Linked DNA regions of Bombyx mori: region 1 is linked to region 2. The links are chromatin contacts, called in public Hi-C maps. All regions are on one chromosome and are shown on one strand. The core of a region is the stretch at or near the end of the contact, and the rest is flanking DNA. Distances in the headings are between cores, read along the strand shown. Region 1 overlaps LOC101744958. Region 2 holds the start of LOC101744812.

Region 1 (6,069 bases), core at 972-3,471, 35 kb before region 2:
GGATGAAAATTTAGGGTTGTATGTATTTTTGTATGTTGTATCATAAAAAAATAGAAATTAAAAATTTTGTCTAAAAAATAAAATAAAAAATTTAGGGGTGGACTACCCCTAACATTTAGAGGGATGAAAAGTAGATGTTGGCCGATTCTCATAGATACTGAATAAGCACTAAAAATTTCATCAAAATCGGTCAAGCCGTTTCGGAGGAGTATGGCAACGAAAACTGTGACACGAGAATTTTATATATTAGATATAGATAGAAGATAGATAATTCTGGATATCGTGTAAACTAACGTCATCTGATTAAAATCGACTCACATCCTAAACACTCGAAAGAATCCCAAAATTTAAGCTTTACGTCTTGACAATGATCAAATGGAAAGTGAGTAATTTTGAAAACAATTGAAAAACGTAAAAATCAACACAGTCGCTATTACGAGCTATACGTCAACATGTAATCAAATACCAATGCACATAAACAAGACTGTTCAATTATTGTGTATTCATAGAACAATGAACAAAAGACATGTTGACAGTAGCGACAAAATGCAAAGAATTGAGGCCAACACGCGTATTCAGTGAAGAATATACAACAACAAGAAACCGATTAGGCAGAGATTCCAAGGAGAGCCACTACCTTTTCAAATATGGATGTGACTGGTATCTATCTCTGTATGCGGCGTTCTCGGGAAAACGTTCACTAGACCAAAAATGTCAACCTAGTTTTAGTAGAATCTACAGATTTCTCTGTACTCACGACGAATTAGAAAATAGCATTTTTTGCGACTTAGATCGCTTATATTCGCGTTCAGAAATATTATTATTTTATTCATTCTCTATGACAAATTTCTTAAAAAAAAAGGTTTCTCTAGAAAAATCTAGAAACTCCTAAACTAATTCAAGTTTTCCTGTTCACTTTGTTTATTCTTAAATTATTGTTTTTTTTTTGTTTACTATGATAGTAACTAGTTGCGGCTGCTATATTTGTTGTAAGCAATTGGTGACTTGACAACTGTTAAATGTATTGACTATTGAAATTGCTTGCACATTCTATGTCGTACGTTGATAGCATGACCTGTAACCTTCTTTGATGTGGCAGAAACAACTATATCAAGCACTGACAGAATCATATAACTAAGAACTCATTTAACATCAATGAACGTTCCAACCTTTTTCTTCAAGCGCATTAATGTTTGAGTCGCATTCAGTTACCTTAGCGGTTGCATGCGAATGGAAGGCATTGGAAGGTTCGGCATAACGCGTAATAAATATTTAATGACTGTGAGTGTTAAATTAACCTTTGTGATATCATGGGTAGCGCGAGTAGTCTGATAAAAAAATATATTTAATGTAAATGCTGATAGCCTTGAGAGGCTATTTCTTTCGCTTGGCGTGTAGGTAAGCTCACGGGGCTCTAACCAGGAGTGTTGCTATCACTGGCCCTACTAAGAGCAGTGCTTCGCAGAATCTACCACCGGATCTGGCAATAAAGTTTAAGAGCTGAACTCTTTCTTCGCTAGTAATAATCCCAACACGGTTTTATCATTACAATATCGTCAATTCGCACCGAAATCAAAATATACGAAACACAAACAAACATTGACCAGCAAAACAGACTTTCGTATTTTATGTGTGTGGATCGTAACAAATCTTATTAACAGGAAATGTTATGCGAAAGCTATTTGAATGAAACGAGAACAAATTGCGTGAAATTTAATCAATTGAAACTCGATTATGTGTTCACATAAAATATTACGTATTACATATTTTGCTATTAAAGTTTTGCTTAAATTACGAAATAAATAATCATCATAAATATGGCTTTATGTACAGCTTAGGTATCTGGAATTATTTTAACCGACGACATGCTCTATTATTATCGTTTAAATTCTAAAGCTTTTAAGGTCAACTTAATCACGGCTCAAGTTTCTATTTATTGCAGTAAATGTGGGCCCAAGGTTGGTCCAAATGGTTATATTACGTCAACAATTTAGGAAACTACTGAAATTATCTGGCATCAAATAATCATAAATTAATTTTTACATAGACTGTAATGAATCCAGCAAACAAAAGTACATGTCATATTAATGTTATTTGATAACTGCACATACTGCGAACTGAACTAGATCTATGTTGTGGAACCGTTACAGACTTAGATCAAAGTAATTAAGTGGATAGTCGGTACGTGTAGACCTCCGTGTACAACAACAATGCACAAACACAACAATAGACATCCTATCGCCTTCTAAAATTCAATGCCTGAGATGGGATTTAGTTACAGAATAACCAGTATCATTTCTCACGTAATAAACCTAAAACAATCTCTATTTTCTGACGAGCCTAACTGTATTCCAATCTGAATCTGTGTGACGACGTTCCTTTGGGTCTTCGGTGCGCAACTAACTGTAAAACTATAATAAATCAAAGATTACGACTGCCCAAGTGACAGCTGCCGAAAATCGGCGGCGATTACGAAATGACGAAACTGTCAAACTTAACCGAAGCGGCCGTGTTTCGTAACATTTGCCGCGCTGTACGAACGCAGAATTTTCAAGGTAGATTTTACGGAGAGCTTTGTGTGTCGAAAGGTCCTTGCTCCATGAGGTAATCAGATAAAGCGAGTGGCGCAGCTGCTCCGGGGCTTCGCTTCGGTTCATCTCTCGTTGTGCCGGCGTCCGCGTGCCAGCATTGCCAGAGTGTTAGTCTGTAACTCGGCGCGCACGCGATCGTACGTAATAGGGCACCACACGTGCTCAACTCGCCCTACGCAGATTTCGCTATACGATCGAATTTATCTTCCGAATTTTAATACTTCGATTAAAGGTTCACTGTACGCTTAGAATCACATTATTGATTGTTATTGAGACTTGTTTATACTGTGGCTTAGTGAGAAACTGTTGTTTAGTGTTTTCCTGAGAATCTAAAAATAAGGGTAAAGTTTGAACTTGATACTTATCAGGTTTACCGTAAATTATACACTCAATTTGGGCATTAAGCAGGGCGATGATAGATCAATTAATCTAATTAGGATTAAATGTCTGAGCAGAGCTATTTTACTTAACCTATTTATTATAATCGTTTTCAACTATTTGGATGTTTCAATTGAACAGAACGTAAATTGCTGCTCTTAAAATAGCTGAAATTAATTATCATGGTTCATTGACACGCATTGCATTTTAAATAACAGCAACAAAGGATTTCGTTCCAGTAGGTATATATTATGCTCTTCGGTCCGGTGATAAAAATATAACAACATTGGAAAGTGTAGAAGATCATGTAATGTTTGTGATGTGCGGAAATAATTTATTTATCCTAGAGAAACGTGCAAATACGGTATAACTTTAAATTTCTATAGCAAAAAGTATAGCAATTGCAAAAGTTTCAATGGGAAGAAGCCGTGTATGAATTGGTTTTGAATTACCTATTAAAGTAAGTGGATACTTTAATTGGGTTCATGAAATGTGCGTGGATAGTGCAGTGGTGTCTACTAAAACACATTATATTATAGTGAAAACAGCCGATAATTTTCAATTTCCAAATATGTAATCTGATTCTTAAGTCCGTTTGCTAAATAATCGCCTAACATCGGCGTTGCTTAATCTATTGATCTAGGAGTACTCCCATATACGAAAAATCTATTTATTGAAGGTATCTGTAAACGAATTGCTATTCGAGTATCGACAACGAACTGATACTATTTCTCATATCAGCTATCACACGTAATCAGCTAAAGTAGTGCATCGTATGATTCATGGATTACTCCGTTATTGTTTTTATCCATCCAGCCTTGCTATACAAGATACAATCCAATTTTCGATCTTAAAACTGACGTCAGAAAGTTGATAATTCCTTAATTTGTTTTTGGTATTCCATAAAACGCCCCTAGTTTTGGGCACGCTGCGCAAAATGGAATTGTTGTCTGAGCCGGTTTCCATGGCAACGTTGAATAGATTATTAGTCCTTTTCTGCGTAGTTTCCGACCCATCTCGCTTAATTCTTTTATTACATTTAAAAAATTTCAAATGTAGTTTTGTAGAGAAATTCTTGATTAAATGTCTAGATAGCAGTGTCCGCGGTTTCTGACTTAATTAGTGATGTTGTTTGAACATAGAGTGTTTTAGATATTTTTTTGGTGCGAAAAATCTAGTTCACGCATACACCGCAACCGTTGTTTGTGCTCAGCACACATTTGTTTCATTCGGTATTCATAAATTTTCATTGTGGTTAATTTTTGTTACACAGCCCATGAATTTTTGTGTGCTCATATAAAATTTTAGTTTAAATTATTCATATTTGATTTTAATTGGCTATTTTTTTATTGCCCTTGTAGGCAGACGAGCGTACGGCCTACCTGATGGTGAGTGGTTACCATTGCCCATGGACTTCAGCAATGGCAGCAGCAGGAGCAGAGCCAAGCCGCTGCCTACCGAAAGCCGAAACCCGGAATATTACCAAAAATCATAGATATCACAATGCCGTTATCCACTTCGAGACTTGAGGTCTATATCTCAATGGTATGGTGATTATGCAAATCATAGTTTGTGTGGGCTTGATTATTATTATAAGGTGTTCTACAAGTATGTATTTCAAAATAATAATTGGTACTTTGCTGTATGTACCACCGGTACAGTCGTATCGCTCAATACAAGAGCACCTGGCGTGTTATCTTTTAGACCACGACCACTTTGTATTAATAACTTATTATCATAAAGGTACTACAGTACAGCCAAACTTGCACTTAAATTATAGTTAATATTAAATCCTTATTAATATCATGTTTTTAATAACTAAGGCAGGATACCGATTTTAGAGGCAAACCAGCTGACTTTCAGCTGTTCTCTTTCATATTTATCGCTTTATTTCAGTCATTTGTTTTGCTTTTTGCTATAAACATACAGAAATTATAGTAAAACTAAATCATAGAGTAGCAAAGGCTACTCCGACATTTCAACTAGGCTCTTCTTTCCTCATTGTAACGTTATAATCTCGCAGGCAGATATAAATATACTCTACACACGTTCACGAAGGACTTCCATGATGAAAGAATTGCATCGTGTGATAACAATCATAACTATAAAATTTAAAGATTAAAAGATTTTTTTGATTTTGGATTGTTTTTTTTTTATTGATTAGATGCTTAGATGCTTAGGTGGACGAGCTCACAGTCCACCTGGTGTTAAGTGGTTACTGGAGCCCATAGACATCTACAACGTAAATGCGCCACCCACCTCGAGATATAAGTTCTAAGATCTCAGTATAGTTACAACGGCTACCCCACCCTTCGAACCGAAACGCATTACTGCTTCACGGCAGAAATAGACGGGGCGACGGTACCTACCTACCCGTGCGAACTCACAAGAGGTCCTACCACCAGTAAAAATTGTATTGTATTGGTATTTGGATTGTATTGTATTGGTATTTATATTTATTTATATAGTTAGGATTTGCTACCAAATTTTAATATACATACTCAGAATTCGAGATAATTTCATAACAGCTGCGTTATGACAAGTTTTTTAGAAGTCTAGATTTTGCTTTGAATCTTAGATATTCTAGTTTGCTTTGCGATTTGTGAATGAATGATGAAATGCATGCAAATAAATGGACGTTGTAAAATTCTTTGAGCAATATAAACGATCGTCTTTTGATAAATACATTGAAGTTTATGCGCAAAAGTGATTCAAGAGCCTGCTTTTTTTTCATTCACAGATTCATTCAAATCGGTCGCAGGCAACGGTATTCTTTTAATTTTAGTAATTAATGATCTTTTCGCGTAGCTTTCTTTTTTGAATTTCTTTACGTACACTCTCAAAAATAAAGTTTTTCTCTTTGTTTTTTTTCCACTGAATCATAATATCATTAGCCTTATCACAGTTTTGCTTGTGTACTGTAATGACATCGTTAACAGAACTACATCTCGTCTAATGTTTATTGTTTTAACTTTAATGTTCGGTAAATATTGTATTGTACTTTGAATGCTCGTGTCTTGTGTCTTCTGTTTAGAAAATATTGTTTCCATTTACAATTTTATAAAGACGAAAACTGACGACGCTACTTGCATTCCTAATA
Region 2 (5,840 bases), core at 2,007-4,506:
ATGGTGCTAATAGTCAGAGGCATGATTTTTGGCGACTTGTAAACAGCATTGATATTTAAAACCGACATAATTGGCTTCTAGTGAGTTTTTCGTGTTAGTTTTGACGTAATGGAGTTTTTTTTTTTGTTTTTGTTTTTGGAAGTTCCTTAATAACATTTAATTTGTATAATAATACTTGATTGTAATTTATATATGTGTTACACGCTGCCACTTTAGAACGTAAAGGTGAGATTTTGGAAACGTTCCTAACATTAATTTGAAAATTCTGATTTAAATATTGTCACAGATAAATTAAAGCTAAAAAAAAACTGATCTTTTAATTTTTTTTTTATTGCCCTTGTAGGCAGACGAGCGTACGGCCTACCTGATGGTGAGTGGTTACCGTCGCCCATGGACTTCAGCAATGCCAGGGGCAGAGCCAAGCCGCTGCCTACCGCTTAATACTCTCCACAAGCCTCGTTTGAAGAAGGATATTTAAATTAAATTAGCTTAAATGAAATAGGTACAAATGATGTACCTATTTTATTTAAGCTATTTATAATTTCATTCGCGTAATTCCTCCCTACAGTTGGAATGAACAAGCTAGTACGAGGAAGCTGTCGTCACTTAGTGAAGCACAAAAGTCTAAGAGACCTGTCACCAACGGGACCGTAAAGTGTCAGTGCGGCGCGAGACAAGCGAACGGGCTCGCCAACGGAGACGACGTGCACACGGACAGACGGACCGACTCCGTGCACTTGCGAACTAACAGCCGCGTCGGCACTAAATACCTGCAAGCTCTAGCCGGCAGCACAGACAAGCGCTACATCAAACGAGACTCTTCTCTCGGCGAGAAATCCGAACGAAAACCCTCTCTGTACACGGCCAGGTCGCGCTCCATCGAGAACTTCCACAACCAGCTCACGACCGCAGACAGGGTCACTAAACAAATCGTAATAGAGGAGATGCCGCTCGTCAAACATCACACGTCGTACGGAGACCTGTACACCGGCAGGATTAGCAGCAAAGAGAGCGTGAACGGCAGCAGACGCAGCCCCGGCCTCACGGGGCAGTCCACCGACACCGACTATAGCTCGGACGGCGGCTACAAATCCTTACCCTCGTCCATCAACTGCAGCACCTCTCCTAAGAAGGTGAGCGGCATCCCGAGGAGATCCATCGAGCAGAAGATCCTCTCGACAAAGCACGTAAAAGCGAGCGCCATTTGAACATAAGACGCTGTGCAACTGTGATACGTCGCGGATCTCATACCCTGTCACGAATATTTGTTGTTTCATTGCGACTCTATGCCCGTTCCCCCAATAGCTAATTACCATTTTGACTTCAGTGTGCTTAGTGCGAGTTTTGTTAATGTTCTCGATAGCGTAAAAGTTAATTTTGTATGCAGTTGGAACAGCGTCCCTAACGGCAAACGTAGGCAAACGATCCCATTCCATACAAATATGAGCTAACTTTTACGCTATCCAGAACGTTAAGAAACTCGCACTAAGCACACAGATATCAAATCTATATAAATAGACACATTGTAAGCTCACAAGCAAGCCCCAAAGTGGTTACCATCAGCCATTGATAATGGGTTAATGCTTTTAAAAAAAAAAATGAAATACCTATATGACGGTTGTGTGAAGTCTCGATGTAACGTGACTGTAGCATCGCCGGTTCGTCTGCGGTCACATTGAGAGCGATAAGCCACAGCAACGCTTGCTCGCAAATACATCAACTCGTCCTGAAGCTAAGCTATAGCTTACTATATAACTTAATGTACCTTTAGTTGATCGATGCCAAATTATCGATGTTATAATCTGACGTTATGAATTAATTTCCACAAAAACTAATTATGACGTGAAATGTTTTAGTCATTTCTTAATTTATTTCTTGTGCATTTTTTTTGTTTGTTTGTAACGTAATTCGAACTGTACCAGAGTTAATGGACGAACAAACAAACTAATTTTCATAGAATCAATTTATTAATATGTATACAGGCCGATAAAAATGTTATCTTAGATTTTCTATGGTAGACAAATTAGTAGATAAAGCTGTTATGTGATAAGTGTGGCTGTAAGAACGTGTATTTAATTTCTATATCTTCCCTTTATTGACATAATGATTTGTGTATTTAAATGTATTTGACCTAATAATGTAATCTTTGGTATTTTTTTCGCCAAATATACTTATAATTGTTGTTTAGAATCCTTTAGGTATCGAACAGGTACAAGTATCAGCGTATTTAATGAATTTCGTGTCGTAGTGGAGATCGCGTATTTTTCTGATGTATTTATCGAGTTCACAAACTTTATTCGTCTTAATAAAATCTGCGCCTAAAACTTACCTAATGTTGATACCTAGAATGAATTAAATATATACTATTATTATGTACTTATGGCTATATACCAACACGTTATATTGCGCTTTCCTATGTTAGTTTCGTAAGATATAAGCCAGTTAGCTTTAGTGATGGTTATATTTAATTTTGAAATTGAAGTTGTTTCAATAAATGATTTTAATTTTGATTTATTTATTTAATGTTTCTCCCATTTATATACGAGCAAAAAAGTTAATAATTTCCTAAAATATTACATGAAAAATAAAAATAATCCTCCGAAGGAAAACTTAAATCTTCTTTCTTCTTATTTTTTATTTTTTTATTGCTAAGGTGGGTGGACGAGCTCACAGCCCACCTGGTGTTAAGTGGTTACTGGAGCCCATAGACATCTACAACGTAAATGCGCCACCCACCTTGAGATATAAGTTCTAAGGTCTCAGTATAGTTACAACGGCTGCTCCACACTTCAAACCGAAACGCATTACTGCGTCACGGCAGAAAATATCCTCTAAAAAAATATATATATATATATCTATATATATAAAAATGAATTGCTGTTCGTTAGTCTCGCTAAAACTCTAGAACGGCTAGACCGATTTGGCTAATTTTGGTCTTGAGTTATTCGTGGAAGTTCAGGGAAGGTTTAAAAGGTGAATAAATATGAAAATGCTCGGAATTATATAAAAACAAACAATTTTGTTTTTTCTTTGATGTGTCCCCTGTCGAACGGATTTCTTTTGTTTTTTTTTTAAGTTTATTTTATACAAAATCGATTGAGGCGCTACGAAGTCTGCCGGGTCAGCTAGTCAAATAATACAACAATTTATAAAAAAAGAAAATCAAAATAAGATCTCATCATTGTAGTCGAAGTCTTTTAAACACGCATTATTAAAGATAACAAATGGAGGTTAGCTGCTACTACATATAAAAAAAAAAGAATCGTCAAAAAACGGTTCAACTAGAAAACAATTCTGAGGTAAAACACACAAAAAAGTTGATTTTATAACCTCTTCCTTTTTTTGAAGTCTGTTTTATACTGGTACTTAAATGACAAATTTAATCTAAGTTGAAAATAAATTATTTCTGAAGCAATTAAACATATATCATTCTGATAGGGTTTCTTTTATTTCCAGAATCCCAAAATTACTTGAAAGGGAAATTGAAAACGCTGCCTAATTAATTCTCTATAACTACATTTCTATTATTTTACGTAATCAAAAACAAAACATTTCAAATCACGTATTTGTACAAAAAACTAGATCGAGGTTACCGTAAAACATCCCTTGTTGTACTAGATAAATGTACATTGTTATTGTTAGTGTTTACGCTTGAACCTTGGTCGTGATGATAAGCGCGGGAATCGAATACACTGAAATAATTCGACCAGGGCTGGCCGGCTATCACTCAATGTCCGAAGACCGAATGAGCCGCACCGCTCGGTCAGTTTAACACCGCGAGTGACCGACTCTACTAACATTATCACAATTATAATGCTTTAAAAAAACAAATTAGGGTTGTGCGTATAAATATAACGGTAAGTTTTTTTATACTTTCATTTAAATGCTGCGAGTGAACAGAATATCTGAATATCAATTGTAAACACTATGTTGATTTGATGTGAGATTTTAATCGATATTTCGAACTCGAATATTATTGAAAACATTCATATTCATTTAAAGTATAATATTATTTAAAAGTATAGTATTATATTATTATATATAGTATTATAATATAAATTGATAAAGTATTGTTTGAAAATTATTAACAATTAAAAGTTTTTGTTTACTAAAAGTGCTGTGTATATATTTAACAATATTGTGTAATATTTAGGAACATTACTTATACAATCAACGCTTACTCTGAGCGACGGTTTGATAGAATGTTATCGAATACTGCAGGGTCAAAACAGATAGTCAAAGTCAAGACATGTGTCCGCATTTACGATAAAATACTGAATTTAAAGTTCGTCGAAAATAATTAGGTAATGTACATAATTAAAATACAATTTTAATCTAAACAGGTTTAATGTCCCTAGTTTGGTTGTGTATTCATCGAAACAGCGCAAATAAATCAGATACCTTGACCTAAGAAGGACCCTAACGAAAAATACTTTTTGAACTACTATATTTCACTGCACTATGTTTTCATAGATAATGTATGGCGATTTTGTCTTTTATCTTTTTGTATTCGTTTGTGGCATTATGGTCGCCGAGCGCTAAGAAAATAAAGAATGAAAACAGACTTTCTCCGGTCGAAAGCGCGGCAGCGAAAGTAAATTCGTCAAGCGAAGAAGCTGTAGCTACCAAAAGTGAAAAAAAAAGAAAACACCAAAAAGTTTTTAAAGAAATATCTTTCGTAATTCATGTCTGATATTAGTACAGTAGAACCTCGATAAATATAGATCAAGTGAAACGTTAAATAATTTGAGTTACATACTGAGGTTTTTACTTATTAAGGGTTTAAGTTAAGAAGTTTTTATTGGTTTATATTTTTACTTAAAGAGATCCTTCTTTTTTTTATTGCTCTGTGTGTGTGGACGAGCTCACGGCCCACCTGATGTTAAGTGGTTACCGGAGCCCATAGTCATCTACAACGCAAATGGCACCACCCACAGTTCTAAGGTCTCAGTATAGTTACAACGGCTGGCATACATATATAGGTATATGTACTTTATTTTATGATTAAAGGTACGTTTATTGAACTTTATTTTCTTTACATAAAAAAACAGAAATATTTTTGTTGTTTCAAACAATTCACACTTTCTACATCAATTTGATTTTCAATATTAAAATATTAATAAAGAAGAGAAAACACTATCATCTGTGTTACTGCATTGCTCTATAAAATATCGTGAAACACTTCACGATCTTTTGTAGCTTTCCTTGCTTCGCTGATAGATAAAATAGGTGAATCTTGTGGTTCGTCATTTAAACCTTCGTCTATATCATCAAAAACTCTTGCATTAGATGCCTTCAACTCTAAACTAAGGGCAGGCTTAGGGACCCCGGTAACCGTAATCGTCGAACTCGGCAATGAGAAACTCTTTGCCGAATTCGACGGGCAACCTAAGCCATGCATCAGCCAGCTGAGTTTCTCGCCGGATCTTCTCAGTGAGTCGCGATTCCGATCCGGTAATAGATTTATTCGCGAAGCAGCTGCTCTTGAGTTAAGTATCCTTTGGAGGCGCTCAGGCAGGTGTTAGCAAATCTCACCCCTCCTGGCTGAGCCTTTGCTCGCCCACCTGTCCTGGTGAAACAGGAAAGGCAACCGGGCCACCAGTAATCTTTCGTTCATAAAAAAAATAAATATGTTATCGTACCTTAGTATATTATTTACATTTGAAGCCAGTTGGTAAACACGTGTACCTAAGCGTAGTAGTTTTGCGGTAGGCAGCGGCTTGGCTCTGCCCTTGGCATTGCTGAAGTCCATGGGCGACGGTAACCACTCACCATCAGGTGGGCCGTATGCTCGTCTGCCTACAAAGGCAATAAAAAAAAAAGCACCTCGAGATTGTTCG

Evidence for each region. A called contact is a pair of places that touch in the nucleus more often than the background predicts.
Region 1: a Hi-C map of whole pupa shows a contact between it and region 2, with 2.1 times the contacts expected there. The contact joins the enhancer-like site here to the promoter of LOC101744812 in region 2. A contact is called at or near these places in 2 of 7 Hi-C or Micro-C datasets (posterior silk gland and whole pupa).

The regions. Positions count from the first base shown.
Region 1 is chr9:11,191,968-11,198,036 of ASM3026992v2, reverse strand. The region is part of intron 16 of LOC101744958; the gene reads left to right. Among protein-coding and RNA genes, the nearest start is that of LOC105842338, 10 kb to the left of the region's middle. Within about 2 kb of position 2,221, at least 8 of the 8 cell types and tissues checked have open chromatin away from gene starts, as enhancers often do.
Region 2 is chr9:11,158,133-11,163,972 of ASM3026992v2, reverse strand. It overlaps LOC101744812, which reads left to right and starts at 3,256. Exons shown (of 9, transcript XM_038013092.2): 1 at 3,256-3,857. It overlaps LOC101744958, which reads left to right. Exons shown (of 22, transcript XM_038012741.2): 22 at 569-2,510. The coding sequence ends at 1,208.